Linked DNA regions of Rattus norvegicus: region 1 is linked to region 2. Evidence: chromatin contacts called from public Hi-C data. All regions are on one chromosome and are shown on one strand. Each heading gives the region's core, a stretch centred on a gene start, on an enhancer-like site or on the middle of the called end of the contact. The rest is flanking DNA. Distances are from core to core; before and after follow the strand shown. Region 1 holds the start of Ikbkb (inhibitor of nuclear factor kappa B kinase subunit beta). Region 2 overlaps Kat6a (lysine acetyltransferase 6A).

The links. A called contact is a pair of places that touch in the nucleus more often than the background predicts.
Region 1: a contact with region 2 is called in a Hi-C map of mammary epithelial cells, with 2.3 times the contacts expected there. The contact joins the promoter of Ikbkb here to the enhancer-like site in region 2. A contact is called at or near these places in 3 of 12 Hi-C or Micro-C datasets (the A7r5 cell line, frontal cortex and mammary epithelial cells).

Annotation. Positions count from the first base shown.
Region 1 is chr16:76,018,584-76,023,976 of GRCr8, forward strand. It overlaps Ikbkb (inhibitor of nuclear factor kappa B kinase subunit beta), which reads left to right and starts at 3,448. Exons shown (of 22, transcript NM_053355.3): 1 at 3,448-3,530; 2 at 3,802-3,928. The coding sequence starts at 3,824. It also overlaps a transcript of Plat not described here.
Region 2 is chr16:75,836,059-75,842,028 of GRCr8, forward strand. The region is part of intron 1 of Kat6a (lysine acetyltransferase 6A); the gene reads right to left. It overlaps LOC120097527 (a long non-coding RNA gene), which reads right to left. Exons shown (of 2, transcript XR_005495032.2): 2 at 5,578-5,759. Among named protein-coding and RNA genes, the nearest start is that of Kat6al, 27 kb to the right of the region's middle. Within about 2 kb of position 2,498, at least 33 of the 93 cell types and tissues checked have an H3K27ac peak or open chromatin away from gene starts, as enhancers often do. A contact at or near this core is called in the A7r5 cell line, where this site is marked.

The DNA.
Region 1 (5,393 bases), core at 2,198-4,697, 180 kb after region 2:
AAAATTTTAACTACATTTATTCAATATGTGTGCGCCTGTGTGTCTCAAGGTGCACTTGTTAGAGTTGGTTCTCTCTTTCTACCACAGGGGATCTTGGGGTTTAACTCAGACTGTCAGTTTTAGAGGCAAGCTCCATCGTCCACAGGATAATCTCTTAGTACTGTTTACTCATTCTCTGGCAATGTCATATAATAGATCTTGATCCTACCCATTCCAAAGTCTCCCCTCTCACTATCCTTGAGTTCTCTCTCTCTTTATGATAATTTATTTTTACTTTATGTGCATTGGTGTTTTGATTGCATGCATGTCTGTGTGAGGGAGTCAGATCCCATGGAACTGGAGTTACAGATGGTTGTGAGCTGCCATGTGGGTCCTGGGAATTGAACCCTGGTCCTCTGGAAGAGCAGCCAGAGCTCTTAATCCCTGAGCCGTCTCTCCATCCCCAAGTTCTCTTCTCTTAAAAAAAATGTTTGTGTAGCCCTCTAAGTTCAACTATTGAAATATTGATTGAGTTGACAGGTCTTTCTGCTTGACCGTGTGTGGGTGACCATAGCAGCAGTAACTTCATGAGTGGCGTCATCCCCAGACGCTAAAACTTTGAGGCACTCCCTCCTAGACCCTAATTCTTACACCCCTTCTTCCATGATGCTCTCTGGTTGAGGGAGTGCTGGATGGGTGTCCCCATTTAGAGTCAACACTCAAGAGTAACTTTCTGAACTGTACTTTTGAAATGCTAGCACGCCATCCACAGGAAGATAGAATTAACGTGTAAGAACCAACTCTTCCATAACTCTTGCTTACGCTTTACCACCCAGGCCCAGTTCACATCTGCTCCTCGGTTCACCCTCCCGCACCATAGGATCTGAATAGATGGGTGCATCCCATCCCAGTCATGAGGTGCTGTTGAGATCAAAGCACCCGTTGAGATGGTTAGTCGTCGATGTCTACAGAGAATGTCCTTCAGAGGCAAGGGAGGGAGTTTTCAGAACCAAACCTCAACTCCTCTGGGCGGTCATCCCTCTGGTCGCTATCCCAGCACTTGGAAAGCTGGACCGAGGCAGGAGCATGGTCAGTTTTAGATCAACCTGGGCTGCACAGCAAGACTGCCTCAAAGCCAGAAAGGAGTTACTTGTGCCAGCTCCCCCCAGAGGTAACTCAAACCAAGGAGCAATGGTTCTTGGGTGTGGCTGCCTGTCACTAACTAAACACAGCTGTGCATGAGGCCTCCTTGTAAGAGGCTATGTTTGCACAGACTGGTTAGAACTGCAGCACCACGGAGAGATTGGAATGTTACAAGTCCAGAGGCTAATTATCTTATCTGGAACACCCATTGCTTACCCACCTCTGTGTCAGAACAAACCTTATGTGACTAAGAGATTAAAAAAAAAAAAAGAACCAAAAAAAACAAAACAAAACAAAACAAAACAAACAAAAAAAAATACCCCAGCTTTTGAAATCTATTAACTTAGCGAGCTAATATCTTCCACCAACCCAAAAGCTGAGGTCATTGGAGAACATCTGATGATTCATGACCTAGCTTCCCCATCTTGCTGTAATCATCTCTCTGAGGTATCCACTGGTGTGTCTCAAACCTGCCTTGATTTGTTCCTTTCTTGGGTCTGTAAAACTATAAAGCTTCTTAAAACTGCTTCCACATTGGAACGTTATATCCGGGGACTAAATGTATATTCCCATGCCGTGATCTCTTATCTATGCTCCTGAATAAACTATGTATTTTTTTTTCCTTTGAGGTGAGAGCTGTTTCTTTGGATGACACGGTGCACCCTTGGTTCCCACTTCTGCTTATATTTGTTTCAGGTAGAGGAATCTCTTACCTCAAAACGGAAGTGAGGTACCGAGATCTTCCTGTCAGGAATGGAGGCGTTCTAAGTAGACACTTGAGCTCTTCCTTTTTCCTATTAAACTGTGGGTATAACAGACTCCGAGAAATTGGAATCCCCCCCCCCAATATCATTTGAGGCCATGTGCGAGTCTGTATAAGAAAGCTGTGACCTGGGGTTGGGGATTTAGCTCAGTGGTAGAGCGCTTGCCTAGGAAGCGCAAGGCCCTGGGTTCGGTCCTCAGCTCTGAGAAAAAAGAAAAAAAAGAAAGAAAAAAAAAAGAAAGAAAGCTGTGACCTTCCTGAGAACTGTGGTCAGGGCAGAGTGCAGAATGTTCTTCGCACAAGGTGGCCTTCTAGAAATAATTGCATAACCTATAAAAAGTGGATGGCGGTGAAAGCGAGGACCGAAGGGTATGTCCATGTTATCTCTGTGGGAGGGGCGAAGTTCTGGGAGGAATATTCTTGGCTTTTTTCCTCACACGTCCAAGGATGATAAGACATAATACCAAGTGTATTCCCTTGTTGTCCTTGTATTTGCGAAAGCTCTCTGTCAACATCACTTCGTGTTTTGCTCGCTTTAACAATAAAAGAGTGAGAAGTGCTTTATTTGCTCTATTCCTGAGTTCAAATTCTCAGAGTTCCCTAGTTATCCCACAAAGACCGTGGACTTATCATTCAATCCGTGGAAGACTCTGTTGGCCTCGCTGGTTGCTGTCCGCTGTCTAAAAAGCCAGCAATGTCAGAAGCCTTGTGCTAACAGCAGAGGAGCCTGGCTCAGGCAGAGCTTTCACACGGTTCTGACAAATGCCACCTCATAGGAGAGACTGGAGCCTCATCAATGATGGTGGACCAGAACATACCTTGAGCACAAATACTTAGTTATGTATACCTCTTCCCTTCCATTTAAACCCAAACCCCATGGCAGGACCCCAAAATTGGACTTGGCTTAGCAGAGGTACGGGTGAGAGTGATTGGATCTCTTGTCTTTTCCCAATGTAGTCACATTGAATAAACTTCTTCACCCGCCTTTCATCGCTACTTGTATCATGAATTAGGCTATGGAAGGTGAGTGGCTGAACCTGGCTTGCTCGAGGCAGGGGTGGGGGCTGGTAGGGGTGTGGAGTGGCAATACCCAGGCTCTTGACCTAATAACAAGTAATTTCCCTATGCTCCCAGTGCTGAAACTCCAGTTTAGGTAGACAGCACTAGCTTTTGTTTTATCTTTGTACTCTTCCCTCTCCTCCCTCCCCCCTTGAGGGGGATGGTGGTGTGTTATGAGGAGCATAAGGGTGGTTTCTTATTCTTATTTCTGAACCAGGAGCGTTCGGGCTCCGAATGGCGAATGGTGGGAGGACAGGGAAGCAATTCTTAGGACAGTCCCTAAGTCAGCCCTAGTGGGGGTTTAGCAGATTAACTGCCTAAGCCAGTGGGATCAAGCTCAGTCAGAAAAGCGCCAGGGTGAAGAACTCTCCAAGCCGCCAGGTCCTGCACCGCCAGGTCCAGCACCACGGCTGGCTGTGGCTCAGTCCCAGCGAGCGGCTCGCGCGTCCCCTTTAAGAGCCGTCAAGTGCCCGTGACGTCAGGGCAGGAAGTGTTTGAGGAAGTGGCGCTGAGCTGGCTGCGTGGGGACCCCGAGTTTTCATGTCCTCAGCGGGTGTCGCTAGCGGCCCCGCGGCCCCCGGGGCAGGTGAGTCCCACGCGAGGGTGGCTCGTGGCCGGTGGACCGGCTCGCCCGGGTGCACGCTCGGCTTCTCCCCGGGGTCCCTGGCTGCACCGCGCTCGGTGCGGTGCGGAGCGGACCCGCCGGCGGGCCGGGCCGCAGCAACTTTTATTTGTTAACTAAATCGGTCTCCTAGCCCAGCCTCCCCTTGAAGGCAGCAGCCGCTGCTGCTTCCCCCTGCTTCTTGAGCTCCAGTGTTCTTACTCTCAACTTGTCCTCTCTTCCTACTTGCTTCTAGAGTTAGCAGGGAGGGCATCGATATGAGCTGGTCACCTTCTCTCCCAACCCAGACATGTGGGGCCTGGGAAATGAAAGAACGCCTCGGAACTGGGGGATTTGGAAACGTCATCCGGTGGCACAATCAGGTAGGGCTCTGGCACCGGGGAGGGCGGGTGATCTGTCTTGGCGCCTCTTCTGTCCTGGCCTGGTGTGGATGGGTGGATCCCCTCCTATCCTTGGCGTGGTCCAATGAGAGTGTAAGAAAAGGGACTGCAAAGGGGACCTGTGAGCTGCTAAACTGAGTCTTAAAAACCTTAATAACCCTGATACTTAGAAGGGCGGGGGGGGGGGAGTAAGCTGTCATTCCAAGTATTTTAAAATTATACATTTACTAATATTTAGACTAACACGTGATAGATTACATAGGGATAAATGTTGTAGAATACAGGCAGTGCTAAAAGATGAGAGAAATAAAAACATTTTAAATAACTATTTAAAGTATTTTTAGGTAGTTAATAACTCCAAGGTTTTTTCTTCTTTTTTTCCTTTCTTTTCCTTCCTTTCTCTCTCTCTCTCTCTCTCTCTCTCTCTCTCTCTGTCTCTCTCTCTGTCTCTCTCTCTGTCTCTCTCTCTTTCTTTCTCTCTTTCTTTCTTTCTTTCTTTCTTTCTTTCTTTCTTTCTTTCTTTCTTTCTTTCTTTCTTTCTTTCTAGTATGGTTCTGCACAAAACACCCTTAGTATGATTAAGGCTAATGGGTGAGAATGTGCAGCCCCTATAATGCGGAATGATTTGGACTGATTTTGCTTTGGGATCTGCTTATTATTCCTATTATTTTAGCCCTTCAGTGTCTGGCATGAGTTGTTCAGGTTAAAAGTTTCTGGTCTTCCAATTTTTTTTTGTTTGGGCTGTCGGTAAGTACACTGCGATTCTTGGCAGGACTCTCTTAGCTCACTTGTTTACTGTATGAGATTGTTTTACCCAATTTGGGTAATTGGTTCGTAATAATGCCTAAAAGGCACACGTTGCTTGTGATGTCTCTGCTGGAGAACACTTACTTACCTCAGGGCACGTGAGTGTAATTGTCACACTTGGGGGTCACAGCCTGTGCCCTATGCTGGGTCCTCAGTAAGTCAATTAAAATAGTGGAAAACAAGGGATTCATTCACGGCGAGGTCACATTGGGAAGAGGGACAGACAGATCCAGCAAACCTCCCACATCCATCTCCATGATCCTAACATTAGATTAAAGTTCAAATAGAACGCCAAGGATATGCACATGTAAGCAGTCTGGTCCAGCCTACCACAGGTCCTTTTTTTTTTTTTTTTTTTTTGTCATCCTGTGAGATTTTCTGAGAGTGTGTTCAAGCTCTGTGGCCCAGAAGACAAATTCCCCCTCTGGCTGGTAGTTTTTCCTCTCTCCCACCATGAAATTTCTGGGGAATTTCCCATCTCTCTGGCATCCAATGTTTAAAACTACCTCTTTAGAATGTCTTCATTTCTGCCAGGCCAGTTACCCAACCTCCTGAGAGACCTGGGGAAGTGCTCTCTCTCCAGAGGCCTATTTTTACATTTTAGGATTCCGGTGTTGGGCAACCCTTGGGAAACTTACCA
Region 2 (5,970 bases), core at 1,248-3,747:
TTCTTCCCACATGTTTGAGGATTATCTGCGAGCTGTTTAATGTCAGTGATACCAACAGGACTGTCCCACATGACTCCCTTTATGATCACTCCTACTTTAGTTTCTTTTGTATGTCTAACTCTCAATGTTTAAAAAATACCACATGCAATGTCTTACATGTACTGACACCCTTGTGTCTTTACGTCCTATAATTTTTTCGAATCTCATTTTTGCTGACATTTCTAAATTCTGGGCAAGTATTTGCTCTTATTTTGACTTTCCAATGGTGATTAAAGTTTCTATGTACTATCATATGTCTACGTATGGTATTTACTTACATACATGTATTGAGGTTTTCTAAGAGTTAGTATGAACACACCACATTGGATATTACCTACATGAACAAACATCCTTGAATGTAAGAAAAAGCACCTGTGCTAGGATACACATACAAGCACATAGATCCCTAATGGCTTAGGGGGAGCAAAATGCTCAACCAGACCTTCCTGTTCATTGCCGTTTTTAAAAAACTATAACTCTATTTACTGAACCCAGAAGGATTGAGGTATAAAATAACTCTTGAACAAACCAGTGAGAAGCACCATCTTGCATGATTTACAAAGAGTAATTATCATCATGCCACAGGCCTGACTTCCTATGAACCAAAAAGTATACACATGTCTAAAATCTGAGGTACATACTGCCAAGCAGAATTCCTGAGAGGCTGCACTCACTCACCGTCAACAACAATGGAATCAGGTGTGAGTTCTGCCGCAGTTCCTGCTCACGCTCTCCACTCTCCTTTATCACGCTGGGATCACACTCCGTATGTGCTCTTTCTCCTCTGCCAGACACCCTTCTATTAGTCACCATACACGCAGGAACACACGCTCCTTCCTGTCTGTCTGTCTGTCTTATGCTCTGACAAGTGTCATCCTACTCTTGGACCCTCTCTAGAACCACCATGTGTGGTCTCAGCTTCCCTCAGGACTAGAGTGATCATGTTTACAAATGCTGCCATCCACGGCAATACAGTCTCATACGGCAATAGTTCTCAACCTGGGGGTCACACCCCTTTGGGGGTCAAATGACCCTTTCACCAGGGTCACCTAAAGCCATCAGAAAACACAGATATTTATATTACAACTCCTAACAGTAGTAAAATTAGTTATGAAGTAGTAATGAGATAATTTTATGGTTGGGGTCACCACAGCACAAGGACCTGCATTAAAGGGTTACAGCATTAGGACGGTTGAGAGCTGCTGTCATAAACAGTCTGAGTCCCAGCTTTGTGGGGTCCTTTGTCCAAGCCTTTGGAAGCAACCAGGCAGTGTGTTGTCTGTGCAGGGCTGAGACAGCCCTGTGTAGCTGCCTCTGCAACCATTGAAAAACTCAAACCGGGGCTGGGGATTTAGCTCAGCGGTAGAGCGCTTGCCTAGCAAGTGCAAGGCCCTGGGTTCGGTCCCCAGCTCCGAAAAAAAGAAAAAAAAAAAAAACAAAAAAACAAAAAAAAAAAACTCAAACCTCTCATTCGGTTTCCTCAGCCAAAGAGGTTATAAGTGCTTGAGTAAGTTAAGCACTGTGTATGAAGTGGTGAGTTTTCTGATCTGCTACTGCTCTCTCCAATGAAATGTCCAGTGTGACAGGCGCTTCCCTGGCTAGGTCTGGACTGGCACAGTGCAGTATCTTAATGACTTGGCATACATGATAGATTTTATCATCAACTTAACTGGATTCAGGATCACCACAGAAAGCACACCTCTGGGTGTACCCTGAAGGTGCAGACAGAAAGTCTCCCCTGGGCATGGAGAGACCCATGAAGGAATACATGCGTGAATGTGAGCAGCCCCGTTGCTGTCGTCCAGGGTCTGAACTGAATCCAGAGGAGAAGGCTAGCAGAGCACCAGCACTCGCTGCCCTGTGGGTCCTGGCTGTGGCTGCTGTGCCATCAGCTGCCTCGGGCTCCTGCTGTTCATGCACTGCCTTCCACGCTGCACTGTGAGTCCAGATAACCCTGTCCTTCAAGCTGCTCTGTCAGGTATTTGGATACAGCACACAGAGGTAACTACAGCAGTGTATTTGCAGGTCGCAGGAGTGAACTAAATGGTGCCTTCTCTTTAAAATGCATGTGCTGAAGTCCTCACTCCCAGTCTCTCTGTATTTGGAAAGAGGATCTTTAAGAAGCAGTTAATGTTAAGTGAAGTCAGAGGCTAGAACCCTGATCCATCAGGACTGATACCTTTTTAAGAAGAAGAAGCACTACGAGGATATAGGCATAGAAAAATGACGAGAGAAGACACAGCAACAAGATATCCATCTGCAAGGCCAGAAGCCTCACCAAAACTATCTTCATCATCCTCTTTTGAACTTCTAGCCTGCAGAACCATGGAAAAACAAAATGTCCTCTGTTTGAGCCACCTAATCCGTGGTACTTGGCGATGGCAGTGTTAGTCAACTAATAAAAATTAGTGAGTCACATCACATCTTCAGAATGACTTCCACATACCATTTAGCCATTGTTTTACAAGGATATTGAGTTGGGTGCTAAGAAACAAAACTATGGCAGAGTCAACTCCCTGTCGCTAGGCATACACTGCAGCTGATAGAAGAGGACGCACACTCATGTGGAGCAACGGCCCGAGACACAGAAGGAGCAATCACTATTACACACAAGGGCGCCCCAACCTGACAGAAACACAAAGGACTAGGACCTGGGGGAAGGAGAGAACCTCACGTTATTTTCTAAAGAGCTATGAAACTTTATTTATTACTTTCTGTGAGTGACTACTTGTCACACATGTATGCATGTGACTGTGTGTGTAAGTGTAATTGCCCATGGAGGATCCAGGAGGCACTGGATCTCCTCCAACTAGTTACAGAAGGCTGTGGGCTGCCATGGCAACGCTGAGAACAAGGCCCAGGTCCTCTGCGAGAACAGGAAATGATCTTAACCACTGAATCATCTCCCGCTCCATTAACTAGGAAGCTTTAATATGCTGTTTTTAAAAAAGAGACTTAAGCATTTAGCCCTGTCATTAAACTTCAGGAAAAAGTAACATTGGGCTTTTGCTTTCTTGAAAAAAGAAAAAAACAAAATAAACCCAAACACTTTTGGTTTTGCTTCTTCTTTAAAATCACTAGCAGCCTATGTTTTGCAGACTCAATCTTGAAAATAAGAATCATAAACTACAAGATCTCCCGCTATCTTCTGCCTTAACGCAGAGACAAACAATGAAGCAGCTTCTGTTCTAGAAAAGGCTGTGCACAATGCAGCCCTGCAGTGAAAATTCCATACTTCAGGACTAGGGTATGGCAGAGGACTCAAAACTCAGCACTTCCAGAAATAAAACAAAAATGGGCAGCGCGTCCACATAGGCAGCACGTCCACACATAAATAGACTGCACCGCAGCCCTCGGCTCCCTTCTCAGAGCACAGCACATCTGACATTTATCCATGGCCACAGCTCTATCCCAGGCTGCCCCTTTCTGCTGTCAGTAATATTCCCTACATCGACAGACTACAGTTCATTTAGCTATGACCAAGCCCAGGAACATCAGAGCTGTTTCCAATTTTGATTCTGATGAATACAGACATTTAAAATATTCACATTTAGAAAATCAGTACTTTCCTATCTTTAAAATTCTTTGAGAATTTTCTTCTTTTAAAAAAAAGGGATATTTTCGAGGTACCAATCTACTAATCTGAGGTAGTTATAAGCATAATCTCTGCCAACACTTCATCTAATCAGGATTCTTAAGTATGTCCCTCTTCAGTGCTCTGCCTGCACCACAACGCAAAGGTGTAAGGGATTAACAAGTTAATGCCTGATGGCAGCGGCTTTCAAAGAAAAGCCAGTGTGATAAAGACGGAGTGTACAGTAGTGTGGTACTTAATAAGGGAAGCCTGACCAATGCAGGCTGCACACTTCAGAGGTCAGGGACGCGAGTTGGAGCAGCCGGCTTGGTCTCACACTGCCAATTTTTGTGCCAAATGTTAAATTCCTTCTGCTGTTTTTCTAACTAGAACATTTATGGATGTAAAGTCACCAGATCTAGACGCCGAAAGGAGAGACAAGAACAGAAAAGCTGTCTTACAGGAACCCCTCTGGGCATGCTGGTACTACACAAGGATGTCTAGAAAGATAATGTCCTGACTCCAATTCTCCAAGTGTATGTGTACACAGATGTACTGCTCCCCCAAGGCAAAAGTGAAGGAAAGGGAACTGTCACTGGGAAAAGGAAAATCCTGTAATTAAAGTCTTGACTCCCAAATAGAGACCCAATACTAAAACTGCTCTCAGCTCCAGGAGAAAAGGGTAAGGAGACTGGCCTTATAGAGAAACTTGTTCTTCAAAAGTCCGACCTGCTCTGCCCTTCCATCTAAGGCATGGGCCACTACAGAAATAAATCACAAATGTTTCTGAGTAGAAGAGTATCGTATCAAATAACAATTATAAAAATACCAAGTGCATGCCTACCACTTTTTAAAGGACTGTGGTGAACAAGAAATGAATTTTAATAAATCATTCAGATATTTAATAATACAGTCTTGTCTCTACCTAGGAAAGACTGCTGTTACAGCTCTCTGCTGTGTATCTGTAGCCTATGTACAAACCTGGGAGTGCACATAACAGCTATATTGAAGGCAAAACTGTAACACGGCTATAAGATTAAAAGCTCAGAATCTGGAGCTCATTAAGTTTTATTAGTTTCTATAAATGAGCACTCTAAAGCCATATGTATCGGCTAGCACCAAATGTAATACATGAAAAAATACAAACCTGCAGCATTTCTTTAAGCTAAGAAACCAGGTAATTTACTTTTGAGAAAGGGTCTCATGATCTCAGCCTGGTCCACGGTCACCATATAGCCCTTGGACTTCTGAGCCTCTGGCCTTCATCTCCTGAGTACTGGGATTGTAAGAGTGAGGGTGCCATCAAACTAGTTTGCGTGATGACAGTGATGGGTATCACACCAAAGTTTTGGGCCTTCCCCACAAACATTCTACCAACTCATTTATTACCTCACACCTTTTTTGGGCTCGTCAGTTTAGTCTAGTCTACTCACTGTGGGATCATAATGCCATCATGTCTAAAACTACCAAATAATCTGGGGCAGTAGAGAGGCTCACTGGTTAAGAGCACGTACTGCTCTTCTAGAGGACATCAACTGGGTACCCAGAGGCAACTCATAACTGCCTGTAACTCCAGCTCCAAGGGATCTAACACCCCCTCTGGCTTCTGTGGATGCTACACTCACATACACAGCTGCATACACATACACATGATTAACAAAAGCAATCATTTTTTAATGGACGTGTTTTACCTGCATGCATGTCTGTGCACCACTTTCATGTCTCATGGCTACAAAGATTGGTAGAAGACGGCTCTGGATTCCCTGGAGCTGAAGTTATGGATAACTGCGAACTGTAATCTGGGAGCAAGGACTCAAACCCAGGTCTCCCGTGGAACAGCCGTGCTGTTAACTGTTGAGCCATTTCTCCAGATTCCAAAAATAGAAATTTGTAAAAACATCACACAAATACCCTTAAAAATAGACTATGAAAACCAAGTAGAAGATAGTGTTGGAATCAGGAAGTATTTGTAAGTAATCTTTATTTCTTTTACAGAGTTCATATGCTCATAGTGGGTAGCCTCAAACCACAGTAATTTAGGTCGTCTCTCAGTATAATCCATCAATAGTTGAGAGGTAGATAGACTGACAGAAGGCAAGTTCTCTAGTTCTAATTCTCCAACTATAGGGATGCCAGGGCTGTTCATCTGCAAAATAGTAATATTTGAAATGATAATTTTAAAGGTCTCTGAGTATTCTGAATATGCACTTAGGCTCCCTACTCTCAAAAGAATCCATAAATCTAGTTAAAGGTGGCCGTGATAGGTACAAAGCAGTCACCACAACGGGCAGTAGTGAGAGCCAGCTGCCAGTCTAGAGCGGGCACCTCCCAGGCATGGGACTAAGCTTGGCGGTTCT